Linked DNA regions of Zea mays: region 2 is linked to region 1. A link is a contact called in public Hi-C data. All regions are on one chromosome and are shown on one strand. Each heading gives the region's core, a stretch centred on a gene start, on an enhancer-like site or on the middle of the called end of the contact. The rest is flanking DNA. Distances are from core to core; before and after follow the strand shown. Region 1 holds the start of LOC100191563 (GATA transcription factor 20). Region 2 has its middle 51 kb from the start of LOC100191563.

The links. A called contact is a pair of places that touch in the nucleus more often than the background predicts.
Region 2: a Hi-C map of leaf shows a contact between it and region 1, with 4 times the contacts expected there. The contact joins the enhancer-like site here to the promoter of LOC100191563 in region 1. A contact is called at or near these places in 4 of 25 Hi-C or Micro-C datasets (bundle sheath and leaf).

Annotation. Positions count from the first base shown.
Region 1 is chr9:85,423,770-85,427,617 of Zm-B73-REFERENCE-NAM-5.0, forward strand. LOC100191563 (GATA transcription factor 20) reads left to right here and starts at 2,028. Exons shown (of 3, transcript NM_001136993.1): 1 at 2,028-2,273; 2 at 2,399-2,755; 3 at 2,852-3,848. The coding sequence starts at 2,031. The coding sequence ends at 3,364.
Region 2 is chr9:85,474,658-85,478,505 of Zm-B73-REFERENCE-NAM-5.0, forward strand. No RefSeq gene overlaps it. Among protein-coding and RNA genes, the nearest start is that of LOC100191563, 51 kb to the left of the region's middle. Within about 2 kb of position 1,959, at least 12 of the 20 cell types and tissues checked have an H3K27ac peak or open chromatin away from gene starts, as enhancers often do. A contact at or near this core is called in bundle sheath and leaf, where this site is marked.

The DNA.
Region 1 (3,848 bases), core at 778-3,277:
GCATCTTAGAGTTGTAAGCCTTTTCTATGCATGCATACTTATATCGATGAGAATTGTAGAATAACATGGTTGATTCTATTTGAGATCACAGGGCATTTAGGTTTTATAAGTTTCAAGGTGGAAAGTACGACACGTCCAAAAAAGGCGTGCCACTAGACATCCATTATAACTGGCCGGTAAGTATGTGAATTTATGAATACATATCATACATGTACGTACATAGGACAATCTTGCAACTAAATAACCAATCTCCCGTTATGTAGTGCCACAAGCAACCACCCGGATCGGTCCTATGTGGGTTCTACGTGTGCGAGTTCATGAGAATGAACGGACGATACATCACGAACCCTGGCAAGGTATTATTAGTAATAGTCACGTATGTATTTATGTCATCAAAGATGCAAATGTGTTATTATTGAGTATAAATAGATGATGTTTATAAACTTCCTTTACAGCAATTTCAACAAGGAAGCCCGGAGAACTTGACTGAAGGTGCATTGTATGGCATAGTTGAGGACCTGTGCACATTCATATTGAAAGAGGTCATTCCCACAGAAGGGAAATATCACGATGCTTCCGGAACATTAGCTTTGCCAGAGTTTAGAATACTAACAGAAATTAGTAGACTATCTCTTAGCCGAGATAGTTATTAGAGCTTAAGTGAAAACTTTGATGTATATAATGTGTGATGCATACATGGTTGTAAACAAGACTTTGATGTATATAAATGTATGATAGAATTTAATTCCATGTTGCTTTTAATATCAATATATATATATATATATATATATATATATATATATATGTTTTGTGTGTGTAAATATATATAAATTTAAAAAAGGCGGGAAAACTTTCCACTAGCGGCTAAATAAAACAAACCGCCAGTGGAAATGCTATTTTCACTGGCGGTTTTCTTTATAAAACCGCCAGTGAAAATAGCATTTCCACTGGCGGTTGCTAAAGAAAACCGCCAGTGAAAATAGAATTTCCACTGGCGGTTCTAGAATAACCGCCAGTGGAAATGACGATTTCCACTGGCCCCTAGCACTGGCGGCATTGAAAAGCGTCAGTGAAAACGTCTCTAGAACCGCCACTATAGAGGCTGTGTGTACTAGTGTTAAATGGTGCTTTTAGAGTTTCCTCAAATACTTTATCTTTTGTGGTTGGTGTGATAGACTTGGGTGGAGTGATTTTAGTGGATGGTTTCTCACTTGGTTCCAGACTGCTGCACTCACCAATCTTGCCAAGCCAAGACCCCATTTGCCCCGATCACAATTGTCTCCTGTGTCGAATGAGATCGCCTAGGAATAACTTGTGTTTGTACTGCAGCCGACGTATTTTAGGCCCGATTTGGCATAGCTAAGCTTCACCATTATTGAAGCTATTATGTTTTGGAAAACAGCTTCACAAGTAGATTTCTCGATGAAGACGAACTGCTTTGGAAAAACTGTTCGGCGAAACAGCTTAATAATGTGTGGTTGAGAGAAGAAAATGAGTGAGAAAGCTATGAAAATCTACTTTTTTTCATCTTCACCTCCCTTGATTTCTTTGTGATAGCATAAAAAACAAGCTTCATCCGTGAAACAGCAGTTTTGTAAAAAAATTGTTTGGCAAAAAATAGCTCACAATATCGCATGAAATTGTTGCTATAACTGCGCTAACGTAGCTTTACTGTTCCCCTCCGATGTAGCTAGCGCATCTATTGTTTGCTCTCCACATCTCTCTCGTGCGTGTGTCCATGAAAAGGATCACACACGAATGATCTACACAGCCTAGGGAGCTCTCTCCTTTGTCTCTTTATAAAAGGGACATGCCTCTCCCTTCCGTGCATGATCGCTACCTCGCTTTCCCTCTTGATCCCTGGCTGCAAATTGCCATTCCGACATAATAACCACTGCACCAGCCGCTTCGGTTCGCCTCTTCCTACTCTCCATATATCTCATCCTGATCTTCACTCATCACCTAACCATACGAGATCTGCATATATAGCTCCATCAGATCTTGAGCGCAAATTCCTCTCAGTGCATCCCATGTCTGCCATCTACATGAGCCAGCTCTCCACTGCCCTCCCTCTCATGGAGGGAGATCACCAAGATCATCATCACCACCACCAAGGCCACTTCCAGGCCTTCACCCTGCCAAAGGAAACACCGATCCTTTTCCCCTTTGTGATCAGCAATAGTAGCGCCAGCGAAGGCAGTTTGAGCTATGGATCGGCTGCAGACCATCACTTGTTGAGGCAGCGTCATCAAGCTATGCTGGAGCCCCAACATGTACGTGCTAGCTACTGAACTGTACATGTGTTCAATTCCCCAATCATATCCCATGTGTAAAAAATCACAGATTTGATTTCCTTGTTAATTTTGTCACTCATGCCCTTTTCGACTATATACCTCAGATGATTGGAGGATCATCAACTGCGACTGGGAATAGTGTCTTCTCGACGCCGTTCCCGACCGTGGAGAGCATCCGCGACGACATGATCGAGCCTGCCTCGTACGATCCATACGATATGGGGAAGCTGCAGGTCGGCGGGTCGATGGATGCTTGCAGCTGGACGCCGGCGGCAGCCAAGATGAGGATCACGAGGAAGGCCACTGCCGATCCCAGTGCGGGGAAGAAGCCAAGGAGAAGGGCGCAAGCAGGGTACGACGACACCATGAGCGGCCAACCGAATTTGGGTGTTATTAGGGTGTGCTCCGACTGCAACACCACCAAGACACCCTTGTGGAGGAGTGGTCCTTGCGGCCCCAAGGTATCCTACCTTGTTTTCTGCCTCTAAGTCCAATCAAATTCGTGATCTTTGCAAGCCCGGCCCATGACCATGCGTATCTTGTTTTGCATGGCGCAGTCGCTCTGCAACGCGTGCGGTATCAGGCAGCGGAAGGCGAGGCGGGCGATGATGGCCGCCGCCTCCGGCTCGGTGTCAGCAGTTCCCACTGACAGCGGCAAGGCCTCGCCCAGCAACGCCGCCGTGGCCGCAGCAGCAGCACACCCCAAGGTGAAGAAGGAGAAGAGAGTGGACGTGGACCGGTCGCTGCCGTTCAAGAAACGGTGCAAGGTGGTCCAGCAAGGTCACGGTGCGGCCGTCGTCGTTGCAGCTCCTGCTGCTGCCACCGACAGCGCGACTGTCGTGCAGGCCACCGCCGAGGATGGTGATGACGACACCTGTCCGAGCAGGGATCTGCTTGTCGACGACATTGGTGGGCTCATCAGCTGGAGCAGGAGTCCGGCGGCACCCGCCTCAGCGGCTGCGGCCACCTGCAGCTTCCGGGCGTCGCCGGCGTTGCCCGTGCAGCAGGACGAGATCACGGACGCTGCCATGCTGCTGATGACGCTGTCCTGCGGGCTTGTCCGGAGCTGATCCACGATCTGCTACCTCTACGAAGGACGACCCAGCGCACCGTAGGCTTTTCCCAGCTAGCAGCTAGCTTGTGCCTTTGACTGTTAGCTAGCGTTACTGTTACTGCTGTTACCATCGTCGTCTACCGTAATACCTGTAGTGCTTTTGTTTAGCTTCTTGTTGCTAGTGTGACCACCCTTGTCACTGTTCAAGTCATGTGATTCGTTCGATGAGTGAGAGAGAGAGAAGAGGTCTAGTTGAGATGATAGGAGCGACAAGAGCACCGTCTCTAGCTACAATAGCTAGTAAATATAATCGCATGTAGTGTGAGGAGTTTCAGTTTTGAGTGTGTACAAGTTCTTTAATTCCGATCCTGTGGCTATAATCTGGTCGCTGGCTGCTGCTACATATTTTTTTATTCTTCCTTTTGCTTGAGTTTCTTTTAAGGAACCTAAAAGTGTAATGGGAATGTTTTGAGACATACCGTCATACCGACGATGCAAGG
Region 2 (3,848 bases), core at 709-3,208, 51 kb after region 1:
AAGCTGGAATAATTCGGGCGGTTCGTTCTGCCACATAATGCCACATCTCCGAACACCATGTGCATGGCCCAAATATGATTCGATAGCCTCATTAATAAAGTTTATACTGTGCATGAAGATGTCTCGCACCCCCTATTAGATTAAAATAATCGATGACACTCTGCTTTGTCAGATCTACCAAGTGATGATTAGGATCTTTATAGACTTAAGAATTGGAATGGCATCAAAATAAACTCTTAATTTTTTCAAGGGAAGTTGTCCTATCATATTTAGCACATGAACGAATAGTATTACAAAAAAATAAAATACCATAGGTAATCATATTAAATGAGATAGTATATCCCTTTATCATGTGGTGATCTTCATCACCAAGTCCCGTTTGTGGTTGTTACATTTAGGCCATAGCATTCATAACATTCCATGCAAAATCAAGTTATGCGGAGAACCGAATACTACCACATTGTGTAAAAAGGGATTGTGCATACAATTTATGCCTTGTACACAAACAACGAATCCAATGCCTCTATTTTAACGTTAATCATATTGGTAATCGCGTGAGATACAACGATAATAGTACATCCAACTCAGATTTGTTGTCTTTCATAAACGGAAAGATTCATGTGCTGATAGCCTTGATGATGATTCTAGTTGATAGGGGTAGGTTATCTAAGTGGCCAGGAGGAAAAAAGAAATGGTATTATGTTTTGTTAGTGATTTCATCTAGTAGGGAGAAATGAGTTGTGCGATTATACCGACAACATCCTCATATGTTACAATCTATACTACAACCAAAGCAAAAGAAGATCCAATCTACTAGGCATATCGCCTATATGCAAATACCATCCATATCAAAAGTTGTGCATGACTTAGCTCTGATACAACTAAAAGAAAACGTGTACACTATACACTAGCATATCTACCATGTTCAAGTTAGCATATGAGTAGAGGACCCTGGATTGTTACTACTAGACACGCAGCACAGCGGAACAAGAAGGCATCGATGTATAGAAGTAGTTGAATGTCCTCGTGTACCAGTAGCCGCAGCACATTCACTCGTGCTCCTCAAATCAATCTCTAATCAACAATACCGCAACAATTGCAACATCTTTATTATATCCATATATACGAAGAGGAAACATCGTGAGGTCGGTGTGCTAGTACCGTGTGCGTAGCGAGAAATTGTCAAGATACCTTAAACACCCGCAATATTAGTGAGAGAGACAACTACGGCTAAAATGATTCTCGACCTCTTCCTATATATAGGAGATGTTTGGTTTGAAGAATCAATCCATTCTAGATCGATGAGATGGTGCATCATGAGTCCATTCCATATATTTGGTGGAATGAACTCATTCCTTATATTATTACTAATTATTAACCAATGATAAATGAAATGGTGATGAATCAATTTATTATATTCCTCAAACCAAACAAGAAAGTGAGAAGATGATGGACTACCTCGTTGCTCAAACCAAACAAACTAACAGTTTTTTTTGCTAATAGGCTTTTAACTTAAAAAATTATTAGGGCATATATTAAGAATGCTGGTGCTCCAGCACGTGGTATCAAACGATTGACTGCTAGGTTCAGAAACAGGTCCTAGAGTATGCATGAGTCATGCTGACGTGGCTCTACGCTAGGCATCTATATAGATCTTGCTGCGCCTCGTTTGCCACTGGATTGAGATAAGAGTACGATTAAACCGTGCTGGAAAGACGAAATAGAAGGTCAAGGAAGCTCGCGAGAAATATCTGACGGAACGTCTGAACACGATCGCCTGACAGGACAGGGCGCACATCCTCTTTCTGAAACCTAGAGGCCTCTCAAGAGCCAACAAGTCCAGCCGGCTAGCTGAAGCGTCGAAATTCGAAAAGGCGGGTGATGTCCTCTTGCATGCTGCGACGGCCGGCTGGTGGATGGCCACGCCAGCGGCCGCTCGCGGCTGGATCCCGATGCCTCCAAGACAACACACGCGCACGCACGGCCCCGGGCGCCGCGCGCGCGCCTGGCTATTGGCCGTGCACAAACAGACTCCCGTCGCGCCGGCCGGGCTTATTTCGCCGTGGGCTTTTTATGTGGACGTAGCTGCCGCCTGAGATTCCTCCGCGGCGCCGGCAGCTAGCTAGCTAGCGAGGCGACATGGACGACGCGGCACCGCACGATTGTGCGACGGACGCGCGGGCCAGAGGTGGACTGGCCTTATTGGTCTCCGTACGTCTCCGTCGCTGTAGCTGCCTCGTCGGCACGTCGCCGTCGTGGTGGTGTGATTGTTAATCGATGATACGCGCGGCCTGTCGTGACGGCTTGTTGATTCGATGGATCCAACGGGCAAAGGATCAAGATAGTTTCGGCGAGAAACGGAACGGGGTGAACACACTGAACTCATCGTCGATTCGTCGTCTTGGATCCTCAGTACAGCTGCCTTATCCGCAGCACAGAATCCTTATCTGCGCTTTCTTGCATGGTTTGCATTTCGTTCTGGTTCACTCACTCTGCACGGTCGTAATTAATTGCCCGCTTTACATCTGAATGAGAGCTTAACTCCATTCACAATGATCGCAACAACTCCTCACTTTAACCTCAACACAAGTGTTCTATCAGTATCACTCAATTGGATATATAGCTATCTTTAAGCACACAACTGATGTGACCATACCAATATTGTCAACCTTGCCGACCATTCTTATTGAACCTATCACTCGAAGCCAAACAAAAACGATAAAATAAAAGGTGCATGCGTTACTTTATTAATTTTAATTAAACACTAATAAGAACTTTATGCTACCTAAGTCGTGTATGTTGATATTGCTTAAGTCAGTCAGTCCGACGCGACAGAATCGTCCAGAAGAAACAGTCATATCTTTTGATCTCCAAAAGATATGAATGCCTATAAGTACTTTTTGGAAAGATCTTGAAGTCTAGTTTCCAATGCTTTTGAGGCCGACTTAATCAAATCTACCAGCAAGGTGGCTGACCTATGGTCAGAAGGTCAACAGTCTGCTTGATGACCAAGTTTAAGTATTAAACTGCATCATTCTACGAAGTTTCATGAGGCATGCTATAAATGGTGATAAAGCTTATCAAGTCAGCTTTCCAACGCATGCAGCCCCACGCCATTTGGAGACTCCTAGAAGAAGTTATTATCAAAATATTGAAGGTTGCGCAGAAGTCAAACAACCATGCAGAATTCAGCTCTGGAGATCTTACGAAGAGGCCCCTTCACATTAGCACGTTAAATATTTTCTTTTCGTGTTTATACCTATCTAAGGTGGTTGTTGCTAGTATAAATACCCCCTATGTCTATGATGTAAAACAACTTTTGATAACCTTTGATGATTTGATAATCCAAGTGATTAGCGCAGCCGAGATGCTGAGTGCTTACTCTACCCTTGTTCTTCCTTGTTCTTCCTAGATTTGTGAAGAGAATCCTCTGGGATCCACTAGTTTGTGCCTCTCGAGTTCCAGTATGGCTGCCTCACATTGTGTGGCTTAGTTCTGGTTGTGCTTCTGCGGCCGTTTGGAGATCGAGTCGAAGTCTACATGGTTTTGGTGTCTCTCTCCCTGTCGCTTGGTCACCTCCGACCTTGATCAGGTATAAAGTCAATTACCCACTATTCTTCAACAAATTTACCCTGTTATTATGTTACCTTTATAGCCAACTATCCTATTTATCGACCTACTGCCGTGAAGATCGGGGCACCCTAGTGCCGAATATAACTCGGTACCTATCATCGGGTATCAAAGCTTTCGTTGTCACAATAGGTCTTACTATCATCCATATATCTATCCTAGTGTTCATCTGTCTTATATTTTGTTTTGTCCTATAGTCCAAAGCCACACAAAAAACC